2 separate regions of the Sus scrofa genome follow, and region 2 is linked to region 1. Evidence: chromatin contacts called from public Hi-C data. All regions are on one chromosome and are shown on one strand. Each heading gives the region's core, a stretch centred on a gene start, on an enhancer-like site or on the middle of the called end of the contact. The rest is flanking DNA. Distances are from core to core; before and after follow the strand shown.

Region 1 (6,167 bases), core at 1,455-3,954:
AGATGAAGTACAAATGCTCCCAAACTGTAAAGTATGGATACCTCAGTTAGGGGATAAAGCGTTTAGTGTGAACAAGTGTGGGAAAATGTTACATACGGATATAAAAAATGTACTGGACCCATAGCTAATTATCTGGTAGTCAGAGATGTTCCGTAAATGTCATAGGCCAAATTTTTAGATATATCTACCATTAACTAAAAGGCTGAAAAATACTTTCTGTTAATGCATTTTTTAAAATGAAAATTGTGAAGCAAGCATTCTGCCCTACATTGGACCTTTATTTCAGGCCTACATTACTTTATTTAGTATAGATGTTCCTAAAATGGAGGGTGTTGATCCATTTTAATCTTATAAAATGCATAGAATTCATATTAATGAATCAGATTTAAAGCTGCCCTACTTTGAAGGCCTTTGTAACACAAAGATTTTTTAATTAAGGATTACCTGGTTTGGGGAGTTCCCCTTGTGGCTCAGTGGAAATGAATCTGACTAGCACCCATGAGGACGCATGTTCAATTCCTGGCCTTGGTCAGTGGGTTGAGGCTCTGGCGTTGCCGGTGAAATGTGGCGTAGTTCGCAGATGCAGCTTGGATTTGGCATTGCTATTGCTGTGGCTGCGGTGTAGGCCAGTACCTACAGCTCCGGTTGGACCCCTAGCCTGGGAACCTCCATATGCTGGGGGTGCGGCCCTAAAAAGACAAAAAAAAAAAAAAAAAAAAGGAATTACCTGGTTTTGGCTCTTGGCTTTGTCATGTATTCCTGTATATGTTTTATTGTTAGTTGCCTCAAGTTATTTTTGACCCAAAAGAATATATAATTACATTAATGAAAAGTGTAGAAAATGATTAATTATGTCAATTTATTAAGCTATTTCTACAACAGTTTCTCTTGAACACTCACTCTATCTTTGTAGTTTGATTAGAGGTTCCCCATAGAACCTCCTTTCTTTCAAGGAGGGGAAAATAACTTTGGTAAACTTGGGACCTTTGGTTAGTGTAAGAGATGATAGCAAACTGCTCCAGTGTGTTCCAAAAGGATCAGACAGTCCTTTGTTTGAGCACTGTGGGTTGAGGGTGGAGTAGGGGTCTTTGTTTGAGCATTTGGCTTGCATTTGGTTTCTCCCTAAAGTGGGAAACATTAAGAACGTATCAATTAGAGAAAGGGCACCCAACCACTGGCCCAGTTAAAAGGACTAGCTGCAATGAGGCAACTTTAATAAAGGGCGAGCACACGCTTTTCGATATTCCTGAATAACTTTTTTGCGGGGAGACTGTGGAGAAGGAGAAAAAAACGAGATGCAGAAAGAACCTGAACGGGGCCTGAAACCTGGGTCCAAGTGCATCTTCTACAAGAACCACCATCTGGCCACCGCGGAGGGCACCCCGGCACCCGGTGCACGAGCAAGCCCGTGCTTCTGCGGCCCCCGAGCCCAGGCTTACTTTGCTGCCCCCAGACCCGGAGAAGCCTCCCGCCCCCATCCCGCCGCGACCCCGACCTGGCCTCCGGGAGCCCCCAGCCTCCCCGTGGGCACGTGCCGCCTCGAGTCTCTCGCAGCCCACACTCACCCCATCACCCCCGAAGCGGGAGGTGGGCTGGGAGTCTGGGATCGCCGATCCCCTCCAGGATCCTCGCAGACATTTTGTCCTGTGCGGAAACCTCCGCCGTGTCCCCCTTAAAGACACAGCGCTCCATTCCTGCTTCTGGGGTGGGAAGGAGGGCCGGTAACATGTGACCTGCCCTTGAAAGGGCTGGCACTCACTCCCAAACGATCCAGGTCCACAAGCCACAGCCTTGTGTTTGCCAAGGTTTAAAAATGACGCAGTAGCTTAGTGATTTTTTTTTAATGGAATTACTGTTTTATATCTTTCTGTTAACCTTGCAAGACCCAGATTCCCAGGCTTGAGTCTCTGAGTGTAGTTTGCATCCTTTCAGGTTCAAGGTGTGTGATGGCACAAGTTAGGAGAAATCTCCTGAACCAAGGTCTGGAGAGATAAAGGTAGGGTTCATTGGTGTTCACTAAAACTTAGCAACACTGGCATGGTGTATCAGCCAGCTTTTGAAGGGTTATGCTGAGGTAACAAACAACCCGCACAACTCAGTGATTTCTAAAAGCAAAGGTTCATTTCTCAAGCAAATTACATCTTACAGCTGCAGGCAGCTTTGGCTCCACTCACCCGCTGTCCTGGATTTCAAGCTGCAGCTTGCAAGATCAACTTTTTAGGGACACTCCCTCGTCGTATGCTGCAAGCATTTTTGAGGGAAGAGGAGTCCTGTTTTGTAGTGTTTGCCGTTTCTATGATGTACATACTCTCACCCTGGAGAATTTCAAGCTACTTAGAGTTTAACAAGTGGCTTGCCAAGTTTCCGGAAATGTAACAATCAGCTCTTATAAACCACTGGCATATGCTTCTCTTAAAACTGAAACCAGCCCTCATTCTGCATGCCTCAATTCTGCTCAGGTTCTGTTGACCAGAGCAAGTCCCATGACAGAGCGGTCTTCGAGGCCAGAAAGTCTATTCCTCTTAGAAGGAAGCCTCGCCAGTCAAATGACAACAGGCAGAGCCTGTGTAATCCCTTTTTAAAAAGGAAAGTATGAAGAGTAACTATTATTGGTTATTACTTTTCTTCTCTCCCAAAAGATGTCCATACTTACAGCTGTGGACATCTGATGAAAAGAAAATTACCTAGTGTAAATGAATCAGATTAAAGCTACCTCTTATTCTTGGTTTAATTCATAAACAGAGTTTTAAAGTTTATTGAACCTGACAGTTCTTTTAGCAAGAGTCTTTAATCACTTTGAGTACCTTAATCCATTTGACCTTAAACTGACCATGTAATGAGACATATATTGTTTTCATTAGTTCTAGTTAGTGCTGCTTGTGGGCAAAGCACTATCCTTAACATGAGTAAGAGTCTTAATTCGAGGCCATGCCTGCCCTCAAGAAAATTGCACTCCAGTGAGACAGTAAGACCAATGCACCTCCAGGAAGAAAGTGAAAAATGTTATAAGAGGAAACCTTCAAGTGCTAAACTAAACTGAAAACAGCCACATCTTCTTAAAAGTAGCAGCATTTAACCTAAAAAGGGTATTGGACGCCTGGAATTATGTTCATTATGCTCACAAGATGTGTTTTGGATTTATTTTTCAAGTCCAGAGAAAAAGATGCTGTCTCTTCTCTGTTTAATTCAATGCTTGAACTTTTTTTTATAATCTGAAATCTCTTTCTTGTAGTTTTAAATTAAAATTTAAATCAAATTAGAAAATATCCTAAAATATCTTATAACTCTTCTTCTTCGGCCCACATTTGTTGTTCAAATTTCAGCAAGAAAAACACACTTCAGTCCTTGTTTTGGTAGTAGCAGTTCCCTTGTAATCATGAATTTAACAATAAATAAATAAGAGGATCTCATTTCTGTCCCCAGCCCTGGAAGTTGACAAAGTATAAGGACCTGTATTTAGCTGATAATGCAGGATGTTTTCTCTTCAGATTCTTGCCAGAAGAATCTAGCCTTGAAATCTGCTGTCTACTCCTTGGCAAAAACCCAGTTTGAGAAAATTATTTGGGGATTGCCTTAAAGACATGAAATTATAGAGCAGTGTACTTGAATCACTCTCTTTTGGTACGTCCTTCCTGTATGTGCTTTGAGGCTGTAGTTTTCTTTTTCTGGGTTGTTTTTGTCTGGTTGGCCCTCAGAGTAATATAGCCTTGTAAAATGAGTTGGGAGTATTCCTTCCTCTTCTCTTTTTTGGGAGAGTTTGTGAATAACTGGTATTAATTCTCCTTTAAAGGCTTGGTGGAATTCAACAAGGAAGGAATTTGGCCTGAGATTTTTTTTTTTTTATGGATAGTTTTTCACATTACTTTGTGAAAAACATTAGTTTTTCACTAATGCAAACTCTTCATTGGTTATAGTTTTGTTTTGTTTTTTAATGGGTAGTTTTTCAGATTACTAATGCAGTGTCTTCATTGGTTATAGATCTATTCAGATTGCCCTGTTCCTGCTTGAAACAGTTTGGCAGATTGTATCTTTTTAGGAATTTGTCTGTTTTATCCAAGTCATCCAATGTGTTGATGTACAGTTTTGCATAGTGCTCCACTTAAAAAAATTTTTTTTTTTTAGTATTCGTTTTTTTTATTTCTGTAAGCTTGGTAGTAATGTCTCTTCTTTCCCTTCTTGTTCTTCTTAGTGCTTTTAATGTGCTTTCCCTTGGGGTTATGCCGTCTGCCTTCAGTGAGGGACTCTAGGGCATAGCTGCATAAAATTCATTCTCAGGTCCAGTGTCATAGTGCCATTGACTACAGTTGTCCACTATATCCCAGTGTTTTTTCTGTAGGACCCAGAGAGAAGACCTTCCTTTGATCTCTCATGTCATGAAAAGCTCTGCATCCTATTAACAAATGGAACTTTCGAATCCTGTGGGCACTGTTTCATGCAATGCACTGTTTCCTGGTTTTAGCTGCCAGGAAGGCTGAATCAAATACAGGATGCCTACTCCGTTAGTTTCCTAGGACTGCTGTGACAGGGTACCACTAAGTAAGTGGTTTCAAACAACCAAAGTTTATTCTCTCACAGAGAGAGGTTACAAGTCTGAAATCAAAGTGCCAGCAGGGCTGTCTCCCTCTGAAACCCATAGGGAAGAATCCTTCCTTGCCTTTTCCTACCTCTGGTGGTGGCCAGTAATCCTTGGTTTATAGTCATACTTGCTCCAATGTCTGCCTTTGTTGTCCTGCGACATTCTCCATGTGTGTGTCTGTCTGATTTTCCCTCTTAGATGGACATCAGGATGGAGCTCATCGTAACTCAATTACTTCTGCAAAAACCCTCCTTCCAAGTAAGGGCACATTCAGAGGTGGCCTGGGTTAGGACTTCAACATATCTTTTCTGGGGGGCGGGGAGGCACAGTTTAACTCGTAGCACATACCAACCTGTTCCACATAGTCAGCTTTTCCTACTTATATTTTATTTCCTACTTATATTTTTCTTTTGTCCTGATTCCCTGTATTACTTCGTTTTTTCCTTAACTATATGCACCTTTGGCAGTGTCTGAAGGAAAGAAGGCAGGAAGGGGGGAAGGAGGGAGGGAAAAGGACAAGAGAGAAAGTGGGGGGAATAAAAGTCGCCCCCCCCACCCCCGCCAATCAAACAGAGTTGCAGGAATGGGGAGTGTGGGGGTGAAAAGCTGTCTGAGAACGTGTTTTAGCTGTAGGGGCTTTCTCAGAATTATTCTTTGAGTGGGGCTGAGAGCAGTGGGTAGCAGCTGCTTGCAGCTTAGCTGACCTAGAGAAAAGCTGGAAGGTAATTTGAGGAGCTGAGGATTAGGAAAAGAAGGGTATGATCTAACTACTTTTTGATGCTACATTAATAGATACAATATGGATCCAGGTTTCGTGGGGCTCGAAAGCATATACAGTGTTGAGGACCCGGGTATTCTGGCTCTCAGGGCAATAGACCCATAAATCATTGATTTAATGTATACAATTTAACCTGGATGACAGCGTCCCAGCCCCATAAGATACTATTCCCCAAATGGCACCTTAGCTGAAACTTTAATTGGCTATTCTAATGGTCTATTAGGCTCGCTGCTTCTGGATGTGTGTACTCTACAGGGTCAGCCAAAGCTACTAAATAAACCACTATTTCCCCCTTGTATCTGTACCTCATCTTATTCCATCATAGGTAAGAATCTTTTTTTTTCCTTGGTTTTTCGGGTCGTACCCGTGGCATATGGTGGTTCCCAGGCTAGGGGTCAAATCAGAGCCACAGCTGTTGGCCTACACCACAGCCATAGCAACGCTGGATCCTTAACCCACTGAGTGAGGGCAGGGATCAAACCCACATCCTCCTGGATCCTAGTTGGTTGGGTTCGTTACCCACTGACTCCACAGTGAGAGTCTTCATCCTAACGCCATACAAAGGCTTACCACTTACCATTAGAAATGGGATCTTTGTTACCATCTGAAGGGTAAATAATCCAGTTCCAGAATCCCAGCTTGAGGTTTGGAGGTTTAGAGGTCTTAAGTTTCTGCTTTCTGGGGTCACTCTGGTACCTACGTTTTTAGTGTGAGTTCCCTCAATTGCAGTGACTAGGATGAAAACTGGGATGCAGGTAGTTTGAGAGGTAATCATAGGAAGTAGGACTAGAGGAGCAGGGAGAATAATAAAGG
Region 2 (6,167 bases), core at 2,199-4,698, 420 kb after region 1:
ATAAAGATCAATAATAAGCTAAATCGACAGTCCTAAGATCTACACACCTTCATCTCTGTAAATATATTAAACACATTATACATGTTAGCAAGGAAGTACAGAATAATGTACATTTTAAAAGGGTTTCATGAGTAACAAAAAATTCAGATTAAATAATTATCTTCCACTAAAAATAGTACATTCCTGGGAAGTACCTGACATTTAAACATTTCTCATATTTGTTTCTCAAATCTAGACTCACCGAACATACAGTTAAAACTCTCATCAACATTTTTAAGTCATACAAAAATAACCATTAAGTTACCAGATATTATACTCTGACTTCTGGGCAAAAAAACTTCAGACACATATTTCATCAAAGTACAGAGGTCAGAGTTCCCACTGTGGCTCAGCAGTAACGAACCCGACTAGTATCCAAGAGGGTGCAGGTTCGATCCTTGGCCTGCCTCAGTGGGCTGGGGATCCAGCATTGCTGTGAGCTGTGTATAGGTCACACACTAGGCTCAGATCCTGTGTTTGCTGTGGCCGTAGTGTAGGCTCGTAGCTGCAGCTCCAATTAGATCCCCTAGCCTGGGAACTTCCATATCCTGTAGATGCGGCCCTAAAAAACAAAACAAAACAAAAACGCACAAGTCAATTTCTACTACATGTTATTAATGATTAGTTTTGAAATTTTTAGGAAAGATGGATTAATTTTGAAATTGGTTTTAACATAAAATTCTCTAAAAATTATTTCCAAATAGAATTGGACACTTTAAGTTTCTTACCTATAGTCATCTAACTGTACAAGAAATCGTACAATATCATGATGAGCTTTCAGCACAAGCAGTTCAGTGTAGGGATTCTGGGTTTGTTCCTCACCTATTGTCTGTAAAGAAGATTTCTTGTATTGGAGGGGAAAGAAAAAAAAAAAGAATGATTTATGATAAAAGACAATCTTAGAATAAAACCACACAGTATACATCTACAAGTACAAGATTTAAAAACCTATAAGATATTACATTCTTTTTTTCCTTTTTGGCTGCATCCATGTCATGTGTAAGGAACTCAACCCACACCACAGCAGTGACCCAAGCCACTGCAGTGACAATGATGGATCCTTAACCCGGTGCACCACAAGACAACTTTGATATTATGTTCTAATACTATGTTTTATTTCCCCTAATATTAACTGCCAATTTAACATAGAACATTTCTCTTACCACAAATCCACATCATAAATTTTAGTATTTTGAAACAGAATAAATGTCTTAAAGGGTGAATTTGTTTTACGGAAATTATTCCTTAGTAATCCTGACCTAAAAAATTAATGGGCCAATGCAACACACTATTTTAGAATGGGTGTTTCTCAATTACAACTTGGCAGAAACAAAATTGCAAATCCAAGGAGTAAAATATAATGTAGATTAAAACAATGCCTAGCCCATTAAAGGTACTCAACACATGTTTGCTGAATGAATAAAAAAAGAAATGAAATCATTTAGAGTCAATGAATTCAATAAATTCCACTTTGAGCAATAATACTGATAAAGATAATTGCTAACATTTACGTGTGGCAGTGAGGTATATGAGATGTCAGTTCATATGCCAGACACTGCAAAGCACATGAGACATATAACTCATCCAATAGTTTTGTAACATAGGTCTCATCAACCCCATTTCTATAATCAAATACAGTACTGTTTCATAATAAAACTTGCATTCTTAACCTCTGAACTGTAGGTTCTCAAACTCCATACTACTTACCTTTTAGACCAGGTAATTACTTTGCTAAGGTCTGTCCTGCCCATTGTAGGATGCTCAGCATGATCCCTGCCTTCTACACACTAAATGCCAATAGAAATCCAACCCTCCCCAATCATGACAATCAAAAATGTCTCTGGACATTACCAAATGTCCCCTAAGTGGCAAAATCATCCCAGCAGAGAAACACTACTTAAACTAGAAGCCAGATACAAATTTCTTGGGTAACTAGGGAAAAAAAATCATTGATTCTGAAAATGTACAAATTCAAAGCAATTGTAAAATGTACATCATAAATTTTTAAAAAATCACCCTCAAAAGAGTAATTTATTTATCACATCTTTCTAGTGGTGGTTCTGATGAGAAAAGCAAAAACAAGGAATCTGAAAACTGTATACTACTTCTCCCAAATGAAAACATGCCAAGCACTGCAGAATTAGCTAATCAAATTCTATGATTAATCAAATAATCAGTTTAATACAGAACTAGTATACAGACTAGTCTACTTTCCACAATTCTTCCAAAATCTTTAGAACTTAAGCCTATCTGAAGTTAGTGTAATTTTAAACGAGAATATTTCTTAAAAAATAAACAATAAGCCTCAACTGCAAAGATATGAGGAAGTTAAAATGGAGAAGTAAGGCTGCTTACAACAATCCGTCTTTTTTTAAACAATGAAAACAAATATTTCATATGAAAGATAAAAGAAAATTCAACATAAATTCTATTTTTGGGTGGCATATGAAATAAATTCCAGACCTCAACACTTTTCAAGCTCCAAAATTACTTTATTCGCAACATTCCAAATGTAAATCTCATTATAGTCTTCAATTATTCAGGCCCATGAAGAAAGTGTGACTACAGAAGCCAAAACAGCAGTTAATTAGAATTTTTTTTACTTTGAAACAAGTTATTAATTTAAAAAACAATTATATCTTTCTGGTTTTTGTAAAAGTAATCAAATTAATTTCATATTCCCTGAGAAAGCATCTACTGATGTTGGGAAGTGACACCTATCAAATAAACCAAGGTGTACATCTGCAGTCACCACTTGCTAGCCTCTACGAAAATACTTTCCAACTTGAAATGAGACTGGTTTAAGTAGGGGAGAATAGGTGAGCATCTTTGAGCCTGCTGTTGAACCACTGTCGGTTTCTGTTTCCTCACCTCTCAGAACATAAATTTAACTATCAGGGAAAGAGCCCCCACACCACTGCGGAGCCCGCCTTCTTCGGCTTCAGAAACCGCAGGCCCCGCCTCCGCCCGGGTCTCCTTTGTCCAGGCCCAGGAGCCAGTCAGGCAGAAAGCCACCACTCGGGCAAGCTCGGCCTCCGCGGTGGCAGGAAAGGTCCACCCAGGGATTTACCTCGGCCAGTCCCTGAGGTTCTCGGCCTCCCCCGATCAGCCAGCGCAACATCCGGGCAACGACGGCGTCTCGCCGGGCGCAGGCCCCAGTTAGCCCGAACTCCGCGCCAGGCGCAGGCTCCTCCTACCTCTCTGTAGCAGCTGAGTGGAGACCCTAATACTTTCAGCCTCACATTCGCCCAAGAAACTAGCGCAAAGCAGAGCCCACGGAGGAGGGAAGATTTTTGTCCTCAGAGCGCTGCCGTACCCAGCCACAGAGGGCTGGGTAAGGGAGAACAGCAGCCGAAAGCTTTAGCGTCAGCGGAGGTTCAGAGGCGCGCACAGCACCAAGGGAGCAAGCGCGTCGCGTCGACAGATTTGCGCAAAGAGTTTGGGTAGTTCCAGCGGCCCCTGGTGGGCGCACGTAGCGAAGCACCTGGAGTCTGGCAATCAAGCGCATGCCAAAAATACTCACCTCACTTTCGGGATGGCTTTTGAAACTTGGAAACTAGAAAGCCATCCCCTCTTCCCACTGTTTCCTAAAAAGAGCTGGCTGGAGAAGGTGTCCTTCAGTAGGCCTTGCATCTGGACTAATCCAGTGGCACGTGTACACCAGAATAAATCTGTCCAATATTTACTGTGTGCTGGTAGTACAGGTACTGTGTATATAAATCCTCGTAATATCTCTATAGGCCCTATTTTATAAAGAAACTAAAGCTCTGAAAGCTTAGGTAGTTTGTCTACGGCTAACAGCTACAAAGTAGCTACATTGAGATTGGCATCCAATCTCCAAGCTCCAAAACTAGTACTCTTGACTGTATGCTATATTGTCTAACATAATCGCTCTAAAGAAGATACTTCATATCCTCTACTTTTTGGACTTTTAAAATTTAAATATAGTTGATTTACAATGTTTTGGATGTGAAGTGAATCATATATGTAATATATTCCTTTCAGATTTGCTTCCATTATAGGTTGTTAAAAGATACGGAGTATAGTTCCCTGTGCTATACAGTAGGTCCTTGTTGGTTATTATACATATAACAGTGTGTATCTATTAAAATCCCAAATTCCTAATTTATCCCTCCCTCCCCGTTTCCCCTGTGATTACCATAGGTTTGTTTTCTAAGTCTGTGACTCTGTTTTGTAAATAAGTTCATTTGTATCATTTTTTAGACTCCACATATATGTGAAATCATATGGTATTTGTCTTTGTCTGATTTACTTCCCTCAATATGTCAATCTGTAGTTCCATCCATGTTGCTGCTAATGGCATGATTTCATTCTTTTTCATGGCTGGGTAATATTCGTGTGTGTGTGCACGCACGTGCATGCGTGCATGCACAAGCGCACCACATATTTATCCATTCATCTGTCAGTGGACATATAGGTTGCTTCCATGTCTTGGCTATCGTCAATAGTGCTGCTTTGTATCCTTTCATGTTATGAGTTTTCTCCAGATGTATGCCTAGGAGTGGGATTGCTTGATCATATGGCAACTCTCTTTTTAGTTTTTTAAGGAACTTCCATTCTGTTCTCCATAGTGGCTGCACCAATTTGCACTGCCAGCAACAGTGTAGGAGGGTTTCCTTTTGTTCATACCCTCTCCAGCATTTGTTATTTGTAGACTTTTTGATGATGGCTATTCTATTACAGTTGTGATTTGTATTTCTCTAATAGTGCTTTTGAGCATCCTTTCATGTACATTTTTTGGCCATCAGTATGTCTTATCTGTAGAAATGTCTATTTAGGTTTTCTGCCCTTTTTTTGATTTTTTTAATATTGAACTGCATAAGATGTTGGTATATTTTGGAAATTAATCTCTTACTGGTCACATCATTTGCAAGTATCTTCTCCCAGGCTGTAGGTTGTCTTTTTGTTTCATTTGTGCTTTCCTTTGCTGTACAAAAGCTTTTAAGTTTAATTAGGTCCCATTTGTTTATTTTTGCTTTTGTCTCCATTACTCTAGGAAAAAGATCCAAAAAAATATTCCTACAATTTATATCAAAGAGAGTTCTACCTATGTTTTCCTCATGGAGTTATATTTAGTCCTACATTTAGGTTTTTAATCCATTTTGAGTTTATTTTTCTATACGATGTTAGAAAGTGTTCTAATTTCATTATTTTACATGCAGCTGTCCAGTTTTCCCAGCACCACTTTTTGAAGAGACTGTCTTTTCCCCATTGTATATTCTTACCTCCTTTGCCATAATTAATTGGCGATAAGTACGTGGGTTAATTTCTGGGCTTTCTGTCCTGTTGCATTTATCTATATCTCTGTTTTTGTGTCAGTGCCATTCGGTTTTGATGACTGTAGCTTTGTAGTATAGTCTGAAGTCAGGGGGCCTGATTCCTCCGGTTTCGTTTTTCTTTCTAAGGATTTGGGGCCTCCAGTGTTTCCATCAGATTTTAAGATTTTTGCTCTAGTTCTGTGAAGAATGTCATTGGTAATTTGACAGGAATGCATTCAATCTATAGATTGCCTTTGGTAGTAGAGTCATTTTGACAATACTAATTCTCCCCATCCAAGAGCTTGGTATATATCATTCTGTCTGTTTGTGTCATCTTCAGTTTCTTTCATCAGCATCTTTTAGTTTTCAGAGTACAGGTCTTTAGCCTGTTTAGGTAGGTTTATTCCTCAATATTTTATTCTTTCTGATGTGATGGTAAATGAGATTGTTTCCTTAATTTCTCTTTCTGATCTTTTGTCATTAGCCTATAGGAAAGCAAGAGATTTCTGTGTACTGATTTTGTATCCTGCATCTTTACCAAATTCATTGGTGAGCTCTAGTAGTTTTCTGGTAGCATCTCTAGGGTTTTCTATGTATAATATCATGTCATCTGCCAACAGTGACAGTTTCACTTCTTCTTTTTCATTTTGGATCCCTCTTATTTCTTTTCTTTTCTGATTTCCATGGCTAGAATTTCCAAAACCACGTTGAATGAAAGTGGTAAAAGTGGACATCCTTGTCTTTTTTCCTGATTTTAACAGAAAAGCTTTCAGCTTTTCATGGTTGAAAATGATGTTAGCTGTGAGCTTAACATATATGACTTTTATTATGTTGAAGTAGGTTCCCTCT

Evidence for each region. A called contact is a pair of places that touch in the nucleus more often than the background predicts.
Region 2: a Hi-C map of brain shows a contact between it and region 1, with 5 times the contacts expected there. The contact joins the promoter of WDR41 here to the promoter of ZBED3 in region 1. A contact is called at or near these places in 2 of 47 Hi-C or Micro-C datasets (brain and embryonic fibroblasts) and 1 of 2 datasets of contacts at active chromatin or transcription factors (skeletal muscle).

The regions. Positions count from the first base shown.
Region 1 is chr2:85,955,748-85,961,914 of Sscrofa11.1, forward strand. ZBED3 (zinc finger BED domain-containing protein 3) reads right to left here and starts at 2,705. Exons shown (of 2, transcript XM_021084473.1): 1 at 1,566-2,705. The coding sequence starts at 1,570.
Region 2 is chr2:86,377,171-86,383,337 of Sscrofa11.1, forward strand. WDR41 (WD repeat-containing protein 41) reads right to left here and starts at 3,449. Exons shown (of 12, transcript XM_013994930.2): 1 at 3,110-3,449; 2 at 768-883. The coding sequence starts at 3,160.